Regions from separate parts of the Mus musculus genome. Here all the other regions are linked to region 2. Evidence: chromatin contacts called from public promoter capture Hi-C data. All regions are on one chromosome and are shown on one strand. The core of a region is the stretch at or near the end of the contact, and the rest is flanking DNA. Distances in the headings are between cores, read along the strand shown.

Region 1 (3,965 bases), core at 75-2,574, 3.7 Mb after region 2:
GGACTGGCCCAACTCCTGGCTTGCTGTAGTGGGGCTGGGGGATCGGATGTGTTGAGGAGGGTGAAATGAGTGGGAGGTGAGGCCCAGGGTTCAGTAAGCAGCCAAAGATGCCTTCCCCTATGCAACAGGACAGGCCATAGGGGATGCTCAGAGTAGGGCAGAGGCAGAATAAGTTTGAGGAAGCCGAGCGGTGTCAGTTTTCTCAAAGGATGTTTGCAGACCAACTCCCAACAGAACAAAACATGTCCAGTTATTTCTGAGGCCCTAAGTGACTGGCACCTCCTAGGTAGCACTCTAGGGGTGCCTGGGAAAGTAAGGTTATGGATGGTGTTTCACTAGCAAACTCACAACATTCCCTCTGTACCCCTGATACTTACACATATCAATTCGTTTACAACCCCCTGGGTAGAGAGGCCTGGAGGGGCCAAGTGGGATCTGTAGCACTGACCCTGCCCTGTGGTATTGGTGTGTGCCCCTTGTGAGAGACAACTATCACTGTGGTACTATTCAAACCCAGACTAGCCTTTTAAGCCTGACCGGGGGGAGGGGGGGGGGAGGATCTAGCCTAGAGGACAGAGAACAGAGTAGATCAGACTCATAAACCAGAAAGTCTACCCCTCGGTCTGGGAGGAATGGCAGTGGTACAAGACACGTTGGCATCTCGGGGCTGCCCATAGGTCTCAGCCAGCAAGGGTCTCAGAGAGGCACCTAGAACAGACATAGACAAGGGTTCTGCCCCAGCTCTAGGTTAACTTCTCAGTCTTATCCTAGGCCTTCTCACTGCCCATTACCCAGGCAACTTTGAAGCACAGTTGGCCCAAAGACCCCCCCTAATCCCTGGACACAGCCACCCTGCAATTTGGCAAGCCCACCTTTGGGCTTTGCCTCAGCGACCTTGCAACTCCAGCACACAGGCAGACCCTGCAAAACTTGTCACCTCTAGCAAAGCCAGCCCACACGTCCTGACTTCGGAGGATGCTAGAGGTGATAGTCACCCATTCAGCTAGGACGCAAGAGCGACAGGGTTGGGGGTTAGAAACTTTCCGGAGGATTGTCCTGCTCACTCACTCCTAGAGAGCGAGACAAGTCAGGCTTCCCGCGAAAATCTAGTCCAAGCAAGGGACCCAGCTCCCCAGGGCTGTGGCCACCCTACACCAACCCCGTGCAGCGTGGCGTCCACGTGCGGGGCCCCCCGACCACCTCTCCGAGCCGTGGCGGGAGGCTGCAGCCTCGCAGCCCCGTCACTCCCCGCCCTCCGCCGCGGGGCCCCAGAGCCCGGCTGCCGCGTACTCACCCTCGCGGGTGGAGCGGGGCGGGGCGAGGTAAATCCGCGCGCAGCTCCGATCCGTTAGGCGCCCCGACTGGCGGGGCAGCACTGGCGCAGTGGCTCCGCTCGGCCCGGTCCCTGTCCCGGGAGCGGGGCCGGCCTGGGAGCGGGCAAGTCCGCCTGAAGGGGAGGCGGGGGCCAGGGCTTGGGCGGGGGGCGGGGGGCGGGGAAGGGGCCGGACACGCTTGCGCACACGGTCGGGAAGCCGACAGCCGCGAACGCCGCGCTGGAGGGAGGGCGCACCGAGAGAGGGAGGGCGCGGAGAAAGGAGGGAGCTAAGAAGGGAGGGAGGGCATCGAGGAGGGAGGGCGCGCCGAAGGAGGGAGGACGCAGAGAAAGGAGGGAGTAAGGAGGGAGGGAGGGCGCAGAGGAAGGAGGGCGAGGGTGTGAGGCCGCGGGGAGACTGGGGTTGGCCTGGAGGCCTCCCTGGCCTGGAGAGAGACGGCCGGGGTGCGGGAGGCTGGATCGGGTGAGGGCAAACCCAGGGCAAGCGCTGCCTGTGAATGGCTCCAAGATGAGTATGCCCAACGTTGCCTCTAGCACTGATCCCACGCTCTCCTGGAAACAATAACCAAGAAAGGCTTCTTTGCTGTCCCCGCGCGGTTAAAAAAAAAAAAAGTATCCTTTTCTCTCTACAGAAACTCAAGAACAGGAATAGAAGTCCATCCTTCCAATATCCTCCCATGCCCTCATGGCAGTCAGGTGACCTAAATTGACGAGCCTTTTCTCTGCCCCAGGCCGGCCTATGCGCCCCAAACTGCTCCCTTAGCTCTTCCTCCTTTGCATACCCTCTCTTAGCCTTGGATAACTTCTCAGTTTCCGTTCTTGCTGAAGGCGCCAGGCATCCTGTCTCCAGAGGAAACCCCTTCAAGCCTTTAACCCTGATGCCGTGGGCTCTAGAATTGCCTGGACTGCAAACAGTGCAGAAACCACCCTGCAGGACTGTCCATTTCAGGAGTCAGCACAGTGTTACCCAGTTCCTAGCTTGAGCACCCTGGGGCTACAAGGAAAGTATTAGATCCAGTCCCCCTTCCCCCGGAAGCTTGCTATCTAGTTGCAGAGAAGGGGTGGCGGGTGTTGTGCTGGACTCCCATCAAGAAACAGGCGGCACAGGATGTGACTAAGTGTAAGTAAGATGTGAATAACTGACAGTAAGTGCCCAGGGTTTTAACGGAGTTTAAAGTCATCGTCAGGGGAAGCTGGAGGTCTCATGTGTTGGGACTCTCCAATTCACAACAAAACGAAGAGGTGGCCTCCAGCTTCTTCCATTCCGGCTGTTTCCATCTGAATTATACCTTGCATAGGTGGAAGCTCTTTGGCAGCTCACCAAAACCTAGTTTTATTTGAATGGTACCTTTGGCCTGACAGTCACCTAGTCACTCAACAAATATTTATTACATTTCATGTCCTGGTCTGGAGCTAAGCTGGGAATAGACAATACAATGACTATGTCTCTGTGTTTGGCAAGGGAAAAAGAAGAAGGCAAAAGAAAAACTGCTCGGGGAGAAAGAACAACTGAAATATGTCTGGCAAGTTGATTCAAGAAACAGTTGCCCGGCCTCCAAACCTGGATAAGTCTTCACCAAACTAGGTACAAAGACAAGTTCTTGCTAAAGGTAAAAATCCTTCTACCATAAAATTGAGCTTAAGAATCAGCTTTTTTTTTCTTCTTTCTTTTGAGCCTAGAGACTTGAGTCCTAATCCTGCTTCTGCCACTAAATAGCTTTCCTTTTCTTAATGGGGGGGAAAAAAAAGATCAGTGGAAATAACTGAGCTTATTCAAAGAGCATTATTAGTATTGAATGAGACAATGGAGGGGAACTTGTCCTGAAATCACCATATGATATATATGTGCTCAATAAACATGCAGACAAATGCCTTTTAAACATATAACATGCATGCACTCAGAAGCACAGCGTCAAGCCTATCCTAGCCCCCATCATCCACTTTATCTTACTATGTGTTTATGACTTGTCTCTTGCACTTTCTTCTTCCTCCACCAGCACCCCTTAGGGGAAAAAAAAAATCCCACTAAGTAACCCAGGCTGACCTAGAACTTGTGATCCTCCTGCCTCACCCTTCTGAGAACCAAGATTACACAGTTTCTTAACAGTACAGACAGAAGCTGAACCAGCAACTTAGAATCCCCTGTATCTCTGAGGAAGAGAAGGAAGCGATTCTAACATAAGGACTTCTTTCATCCTAGACTTCTGGGTTCTAGGTTCTTGCCAATCCCACTGCACCCCTTGACAGGACACTACAAGTTGCTTACCATGAGTCAGGGATGTAACAAGCTGGGCTTTGGCCTTAAGGGACTATTCCTTTCCGAGGTTAGCTGTGATGAGGTGAGCCAAGACAACCTTCAGAATAACAGCAGTAAGTCTTACTCGGCTGGCAAGCAAACCGCTTCCATCCCCATCCTTTTGCCTCCTCTTTTACCTGTCCTGTTCTCCTAGGTAGATGTGGCAAACACCTGACTCCTGGGACAACCACTGGAACCTCAAACAGAGGGAGGAGACGGGGTGTGGGAGGAGGCAGGTGCATCTGGGCCAGGAGGCTCCTGCTGGCCAGGCAGCTAGCTACCTGACAAATATGCCTCCTCCCAGACATCTGGCTCCTGTCCCTCACATGTGCCACG
Region 2 (3,956 bases), core at 711-3,210:
TAAGTTTATTTAAAAAAAAAAGGGGGGGGGGCTGGTGAGATGGCTCAGTGGGTAAGGGCACCCGACTGCTCTTCCGAAGGTCCGAAGTTCAAATCTCAGCAACCACATGGTGGCTCACAACCACCCGTAATGAGATCTGATGCCCTCTTCTGGTGTATCTGAAGACAACTACAGTGTACTTACATATAATAAATAAATAAATCTTAAAAAAAAAAAGAAATATGTATCACTTGTGGGTGAAGAGTATGTGTGTGTGTGGGGGGGGCGGGGGTTGAGGTAAACCTATGCTTTGTTAAATTTTGTATGACCCTAAAACTGCTCTAAGAACAAGGGCTAATGAAAATGGCAGTTTGTAATGTTTTAATGCTCTCCTGTCTGGTCACCCAGAGTGACGCTGCACTGCCATTTCTAATTGGTGGTTTCTAATTCCAACAGGATCCAAGGACATCTTTTTTGTTTGTTTTTTGTTTTCTTCGAGACAGGGTTTATCTGTATAGCCCAGGCTGTCCTGGAACTCACTTTGTAGACCAGACTGGCCTTGAACTCAGAAATCCACCTGCCTCTGCCTCTCTGCCTCTCTGCCTCTCTGCCTCTCTGCCTCTCTGCCTCTCTGCCTCTCTGCCTCTCTGCCTCTCTGCCTCTCTGCCTCTCTGCCTCTCTGCCTCTCTGCCTCTGCCTACCTTCCGAGTGCTGGGATTAAAGGCTTGCGCCACCATGCCCCGCTGATCCAAGGACGCTTATAGAGTCAGTGGGTGTGTGTGCGCGTGCGCATGGGTGCAAAGATTTGGCTTTATTTGGAAAGCACTATTTTCCACTGAGAGAAGGACATGCCTGGCATGCCCTGCTCCCCTGACATGTTTATTAAACCGAAGGAACAGTGGCTAACCCACGCAGGACCAGAGGGTGAACTGTAGAATACTTGAGAAGACATTCTAAATAAGACGGTCTTAGAGAAAGAAGGCGTAATGATGAATCATAAGAGTAAGTTGTCGATGTTTTCACTTTCTGCAAGTTGTGCGGACTTGGAGACATGGGTTAGAGTCTGTGTTATATTTCCCAACCTTCAAGACTGCAAGAGGTCCTCCACTGTCTGGTGGCCTCAGCAAAGCCTTCCCGACAGAGTGGTGGTGTCTAACAGTTTTCTTCTGCAGGGAAGCTCTTTAAACAACTCAAGAAAAGCTCTTTAAGCAACTCAAAATAGCTTCAGGAAGTCCCCGAAACGGATCAGATTCTTTAGGCTCCTCTCTGCCAGAATAAACGATAAAAGCTGAGAGACCTTCTCAGATGGAAGGACGCTAAACTGAGGATTCTGAGTTGGGGAAAAAGCTACAAAGTCGACTCTGAGGCCAGACCAGCTACCTGGAGGCAGCAGAAACCAGCTGAGCTGCCTGGAAAGGTGTAGACCAACTGAGGCACCTGGAAAGGACTCATTGCAACCTGTTGAGCTGCTTGTAGGCTGTGCAGTGTTTCAGGTTCCCAGCTTTTGTGAGTTGTCACTCATGCTGGGGTGAGCCTTGGTTTTTCAGCTAAGTCATTTCTGCTCTTGTTAAGTAAACCCTCACCCATATGCCTGCAAGTAATCCCAATAGTAGTTCACCAAGTTGGACTTGGGTGGTCTCGGTATTTTGATTTGTCGTGTTGAGTATCCCCTGGAAAAATTTTGTCACACAAGAAGTGGTGGTTAGCACGGTGCCTGTCAGACTGTGCTCTTGCTTCGCAGCTGACAAAAGGCGACATCGCTCTATCCTCCAAAGCTCCTGAGCCAGGAGAACCCCGCACAGAATGGATCGTGCCTTCTCCGCACCGACGTAGCTTGTGGCACCAGACGCGTCGGGGCGGTTCAGGTGCTGCCACAGGCTCCGCCCCTGCCCGTCCTGCCCAATACGCTCCGCCCCGCCGTTAGGTTTCGCCCCACAGGTCCCGCCCCTTCCGCTGCCGGAGCCCGGAACGTGCGCGTACCCAGACGCCTTGCGGGAGCGAGCGCGTTTCGGAGCCCACGGCCCGACGAACCCCGGGTGAGACCCGCGGACTCTGCTGAGGTGAGGGCGGGCCCAGGCGTCGGGTTTGGTGGGTGCCGGGGGAAGGGGAGAAGCGGGGAGAAAGGGAGAAGCGGGGCGTTGCCGTGGGCACGCGGCGGGCCCCACGCGTGGCGTGCGGCTGCCGGGTGGGCGAGGGTTAGGGGGAGGACGTGTGGGGGAGGGGCGGGCCGCGGCGCGCTGCGCGCAGGTGGGGCTGGCGACGTGGGGCTGCGGTCCGAGGTCCTTGCTTGCTGGTTGCTCGCGAGGGTCTAGAGGGTGGGCTAGCCCAGGTGCAGAGAAGAGGCCTTCCTGGTCTAGCGAAGCAGCCCGGGACACCCCCAACACTTAGAAATCGGCAGCTTCCGGGGTTCCGGCTCGCTAGCAGCGCCCCTGTTTTTGTATTTTGAGTTCTTGTGCAGAATAAGTGGCAAGGCAGCGGTTGTCGCTAGATAATTATGTGTAGCTTAATCAACCGCCGGTATTGGAAGCAGCTTCTGAGTGAGTTGTGTACATTGTGCACCTGTCAGATGAGGTAACTGGCTTTGCACGCTGTCTATGCCACTTACGCTAAGAGGAGTTTATTCTAAGCATCAGGTTGCCTCTGTCTGTCGGTCTGCCTGCCGGCCTTCCTTCCTTTCTTTTTTTCTTTCTTTTTTTTAAGTTTTGTTACGTGCAGGTGTCTTGCTCCTTTCTCACTTTCACTCAGTTATTTAGGCGCTACATGCGTGCAGGATGTCCTCAATTCTCTGTGTGCTGACGATGAGCGCGCACAGTTACCTGGGGACCACACAGCTGTGTCCATGTAACACTCGCCGTATCTTTCCTTGATCTGAAATACTGTCAGAACGTGAAATCATTTTGCAGAAAAGAGCTTCCATTCTAGGTATATTACAGACTTACCCATTATCATTTGAGAACTTGGGAAGTGGGAAGGATCTTCACTGTTAATGTAAGCTCACTTAGCTGGAGATTCCCTTTAAGATCCTAAGAGAAAAGAAAGGTAGGAAGGGCCTGGTCCAACTCCTCCTTAACTACAGGTAAGGAGCCTGACACCTGGTGAGGTAAGATGTCACAGATAGTGACGGCCCCAGGGTAGAATCTGGTTGCTCTTCCCACTTTTGTGGGCTTGTTGGTCTGTTTGTCAGTAATAGTGATAAGAGTCCAGTACATGTAGAGCAGCTGGGTCATGACCCTTTTGGAGTGGGGGTTGAGTGACCTTTTCAGACTGATCATCTAAGACCATTGAAGAACACAGATATTTACATTACAAGTCGTAACAGCAAAATTGCAGCTATGAAGTAGCAACAGAAGCGGTTTCATGGTTGGGAGGTGGGTCACCACAACTCGAAGGCCGTAGCATTGGGAAGGCTGGGAACCACTGAGGTACAGCGGTGAGTTCCAGTTCACTGTGCCTTAGCACTGTTCAGAACCGTGGCCTCAGCTTCATACTGATTCCAGCTTTGGGAAATGCTTGCATTAACTTACATGGATCTGAAGGTCAGATTGGCCACTGACAGCTAATAACAGTCTGGTGATTGGAGCCCTAGGAATTTATGTGGATGAATAAAATCATATCAGGTGTTTACAGTTTAAACTGAGAGTATGTAAGAAGTATTGTATATGATATTAACATCTGCAGGCAAGCCAACCAAGAGTTGGGTAAGCGATTTCCAAGCTTTGATCTTCAGTTAGTACCTGTATAATAGGTATAATAAGCACAGCTGTAAGAATTACTTGAAAACTGGGATACAGAATGGGACCCTACCCCCTGCTTTAAAAAACAAGACTTGAGAGATAATTTATATAAGTTAGTATCTGAGTTTACTAATGTTAATGGCTTTTTAAAAACAATCTTAAATTAAAAATACCATCAGCGTGTGTGTGTGCGTGCGCGCGTGCGTGCGTGCGTGCGTGCGTGCGTGCGGATATCCATAGCAC
Region 3 (3,955 bases), core at 1,250-3,749, 3.9 Mb after region 2:
GTAGACAATGCCCCAAATAGCTCTGGTTGGAATTTCTCAAATGAGGAAGAGGAAAAGAATACGGGTTTGAAGGAAAGAAGGAAGTGGGTGCATGAACTGTTTTGTTTTGACACAGTCTCTCTATGTAGTCCTGGCTATCCTGGAATTTGCTATGTAGAACAGGCTTAACTCATGAAGATCCCCCTGCCTCTGTCCCTGAGGGCTGGGACTAAAGGCATGTCCTGCCACACTAGGCCCTAACTCGACTTTAAACTGTGAAATGCCATGATTCATGGGAGAAGCACTAAGGAATCCGTAACTTTTGTAATCAAATGAAGAGATAAACAGCAAACCTGAAATCTTTAAATTCTTCCTAGAAAATCTCGGACTAAGCCTTTTCCTCCCAGTGACTGTTGTCTTTATTTTCAGGCATTATAGAGTGTGCCTACAACTAAGATCACAGCTTTGTGTTGCTAACAATGACATCTGAGTTGTTTTGTTTCATTTTGTTTTTCTTTCTTTCCTGCCAAAGAAGGCCAATTCTGTAAAAACAAATGTTAATTCTTGAACAGTGCAAAAAAGGTAAAAGTATAAATATTTTTCTCGAAATTCTTCCAAACCATAAAGGTTCCATACCTAATATAGGAGTGTAATTAATGTAATGATGTGATTTTAAATCCTGATGTTCATGTCTTGGGAAAAGGGGCTTTCATGTGACTAACACGTGATCCTCAGCAGTTCAGAGACATTAGAACATGGAACTGGAGCTTATCAGAAAGGATAATTCTTTTAGAGTGGAATTTCTCAAATTTTATATAGGTGTTCTACTTGTGAATTTATTGGTGAGAGGGGACAAAGCCACTAATAGAAGAAACAGTGTTTCCCAAACTGTTCCCATGGAACTACATCCAGATCACTTATCTTATTACAGAAATACAGACAAGTCTTCCCACCATTCTCTACCTTCGTTCTTCACGTCAAAAAAAAAAAAAAAACTGACAGAAATATAACTGTTCAAAATGTTCATAAACAGACTGGGTGTGTGGGGGTGTAGTCTTTTATTCTAGCACTAGGGAAGCAGAGAAAAAGGTCCATGAATTGGAGGCTAGTCTGGTCTACAATGTGAGACCTTTAAGACAGACAGACAGACAGACAGACAGAAAGCAAACAACAACCCAACCTAACTCAGAATCACTGCAGCCACATAAAATATTTGTGAGCTTACTATATTAACAGGTTTGGGGATGAAAGAAGTCCTCCAGTAATTCACATCACACCTTGACTGTATAGCTGGTAATTCACATTTCAAGGACAGTACTTAGCAGGGGGGAAAAGACCGCGGAATGGGACGGGGCTTCATTAATGATCATCTACATTACAGCAGCCTAGTTGGTTTCCCGGATATACTTTCCTTTTTGATCTGTCCTGCTTTGTATTGCCACATTCCTCTCTACAATACCACTTGCAAGGGATTTCTCAAGAAGTTTCAAAGATCCAACTATCACATGAAGTTTAAATTCTTCAACTTCTAGTCTTCTGAGGCTATTCACCTGTTCAACTGTTTCACATGTGGTTTCCTTCTGCTAATTCATTTTGGAGGGAGAAACACCCAAGCCTAATTCAACTATTCATTCTCTAACTGAAATGCAATCTGGCTATCTTGAGGGAAGAGTCACTAGTTCTCACGACATCCCTTCAGCATCAGCTTCCCCAGCAAACGGCATGCGCATCCCAAGGTGTTTTCGAGATTACCATTCCAAAACAGCTGTTCATATTCCCAGCTGCCCTTTGGCGATAGGAGAGTCGTCGTTTGCAGTTCGGGAGTCTCTTGTAGGAAAGGGAGAGAGAGAGAGAGAGGGTTCGACGGTTTCAAGCTATGGAAGGAAAGACTAAAGGAGGCAAAGGGGGAAAAGCTCTTTACTTTCCTTGGGAAGAGTAGATAAGGGAAGAAAGAGGAGACCCCAAGAAACGAACTCTAGAGAAAGGTCAGTATAAACCCGTAGCGCTCTCGAGGTAGGACGTATGGGGCGGGGGTCCTGGATGAAGGAAAAGAACCGTCATCTTCGGGAGGACTGGCTACAAACAACGCGAAACAAAGGGGTTGGCAGTCGCAAAGCGGGAGGTTGGAATATGAGAGATCTGGGGATCTCCGGAGGACGAGCGGCAAGAAAACGAGAAAGAACACCACACGTCCCTCTGAGGACCCGCCGAGGACCTGGTTGCTAAGAGGGACCAGACAGGTGCCGGTAAAGACTGAGGAGCAGCCAGCTTCACTTCTAAGGACGCGGGGGCGGGGAAGTGTTTCTGCGTGGAGTCGTGCCCCGAAGCGAGACACGCTTGCCAGGGCAGTGCTCTCCAAGAATGGAGATCCGGGCCATGCGAAAACCGTTGGGGCACCGGCATTTCCCAGCCCTCGCCTGGCTTCCCCACACACTCACCGCGTCTGCTCCAAACGCCACCGCTCCAGCTGCAGCTACCGGCCGGCGCAGCCGCACTGAGCGCGCACCGCCCCACGTGACCCGTAGGCTACCTGCCCACGTGATCAGCAGGGCCCACCCCCCCCCCCTTCCTCCTCTCCGCGCTGTCCGGCCCCGCCCTCGCCAAGATGGCCGCGCCCTGCTTGCGTACGCCTGGTGTCCAGCTTTTGAGTATGAGTTCGCGTCCCGGGAGATTGTTCACTCCCGGCTCCTGGTCGTTTTGTTCCAGCGCTACTTCCTCTAGGCCCCTGAATGCTCAGAGATTGGCAGAGAAGCTCCGAGCCCAGAAACAAGAGCAAAAGGCAAAGGAAGTGCGGGTGAGTCTAGAGAGACTCAACTTCCGAGAAGCGATGCTCTCACGGCTTTCTTAGGTGTGGGGTGTGGTAGGCAGGTCCTGTAACAGCAAGTACATCAATGTTGAGAATATTCTGTGTGGTAGTCGGAATACCGCACTTTTGCTACTGCCAGACCCACCGCGTGGGTATGCAGATAAGACAGATGGCTATGTATGGTCCCAAAGGAAACATGAGTCAAATTATACAGTACAGTCATTCCACGGATTTCCACCTAAATCGCACTTAAGGCCATTCCCAGCGCTTCACTCCTTCATTAAGCTTTTTCCACCTTTCTCTTTCCTTAGGTGCCTACAAACCCCGTTCAGCGGAGAGTGCAGGAACTAGTGCGATTCACACAGCAGCTGCAGCGAGTTCACCCCAATGTGCTTGCTAAGGAACTGAGCCGAAGGATTCTCCACCAGGACAACGACCTCGTGGTCATTAATAAACCCTATGGTCTCCCTGTCCATGGTAAGAGCCATGTGGGCTAAGGAGAGAAACCTGCTGCTGCTTCCTCTTCCATCTAGGGTCACCCCTGAAGCTTTATTCATGAGACACTCTTGAATTCAAGTTAATTAAACCTTATTATCCCATGTATGTGACTACTGGTAACAAACCAGTGTCTAGTCCCCACTTGCAGATACCTGACAGTGAGCTGTATGCAGCCTCCCACAGGAATTATTGCAGAGAGATACAGAAGCTCAGTTCTGCACTGTGGGCTGTGTACAGCCACCCACAAGAATCGATGCGGAGAAATACAAAAAGTTACTTGCTAACTGTTATTTTCCATCAAAGTGGTTAAAACAAAACAACAACGAAAAAGGAGTTGGGAGCCAGTGTGCGACTGCCGCCCCAGGTCTAGGGGAGGATCCGGTGTTCATGTTCAGATCAGTCTCAGCAGCAGCAAAACTTCATTTCAAAATGAGAGAGGTAGAGAGACAAGGCTGGGAAGAGGAAATAATACACACGGTTGCGGTACACAGTAACCCCAGAGGGACTGGAACTTAATAGATGTCCTGATGCTGCTGAGTGTTCTGATGGGGGACGGCTGAAGTGAGTCAGAATTGAAAGGGAAAAAAAAAAAAAAAAAAAAAAAACATTTGTCAAAGGTCTGCAGGAGGAAAGTAAATATTTTAGCAAAAAAAAAAATATTTTAGTTGGAAT

Evidence for each region. Promoter capture Hi-C pulls out the DNA fragments that hold promoters and counts their contacts.
Region 1: a contact with region 2 is called in a promoter capture Hi-C map of pre-B cells. The contact joins the promoter of 4930581F22Rik here to the promoter of Nfrkb in region 2. A contact is called at or near these places in 1 of 39 promoter capture datasets (pre-B cells) and 1 of 484 Hi-C or Micro-C datasets (CD4 T cells).
Region 3: a contact with region 2 is called in a promoter capture Hi-C map of pre-B cells. The contact joins the promoter of Fam118b here to the promoter of Nfrkb in region 2. A contact is called at or near these places in 1 of 39 promoter capture datasets (pre-B cells) and 1 of 484 Hi-C or Micro-C datasets (CD4 T cells).

What each region holds. Positions count from the first base shown.
Region 1 is chr9:35,115,404-35,119,368 of GRCm38.p6, forward strand. 4930581F22Rik (RIKEN cDNA 4930581F22 gene) reads left to right here and starts at 1,325. Exons shown (of 6, transcript NR_029475.1): 1 at 1,325-1,437; 2 at 1,966-2,943. It overlaps St3gal4 (ST3 beta-galactoside alpha-2,3-sialyltransferase 4), which reads right to left and starts at 1,461. Exons shown (of 11, transcript NM_009178.4): 1 at 1,295-1,461. It overlaps LOC115487216 (a long non-coding RNA gene), which reads right to left. Exons shown (of 3, transcript XR_003948311.1): 1 at 3,767-3,965; 2 at 3,600-3,687; 3 at 1,797-1,885.
Region 2 is chr9:31,384,232-31,388,187 of GRCm38.p6, forward strand. It overlaps Nfrkb (nuclear factor related to kappa B binding protein), which reads left to right and starts at 1,961. Exons shown (of 26, transcript NM_172766.3): 1 at 1,961-2,039. 1700023A20Rik (RIKEN cDNA 1700023A20 gene) reads right to left here and starts at 1,817. Exons shown (of 1, transcript NR_165167.1): 1 at 772-1,817.
Region 3 is chr9:35,265,306-35,269,260 of GRCm38.p6, forward strand. It overlaps Fam118b (family with sequence similarity 118, member B), which reads right to left and starts at 2,500. Exons shown (of 8, transcript NM_194257.2): 1 at 2,418-2,500. It overlaps Rpusd4 (RNA pseudouridylate synthase domain containing 4), which reads left to right and starts at 2,576. Exons shown (of 7, transcript NM_028040.2): 1 at 2,576-2,773; 2 at 3,097-3,262. The coding sequence starts at 2,585.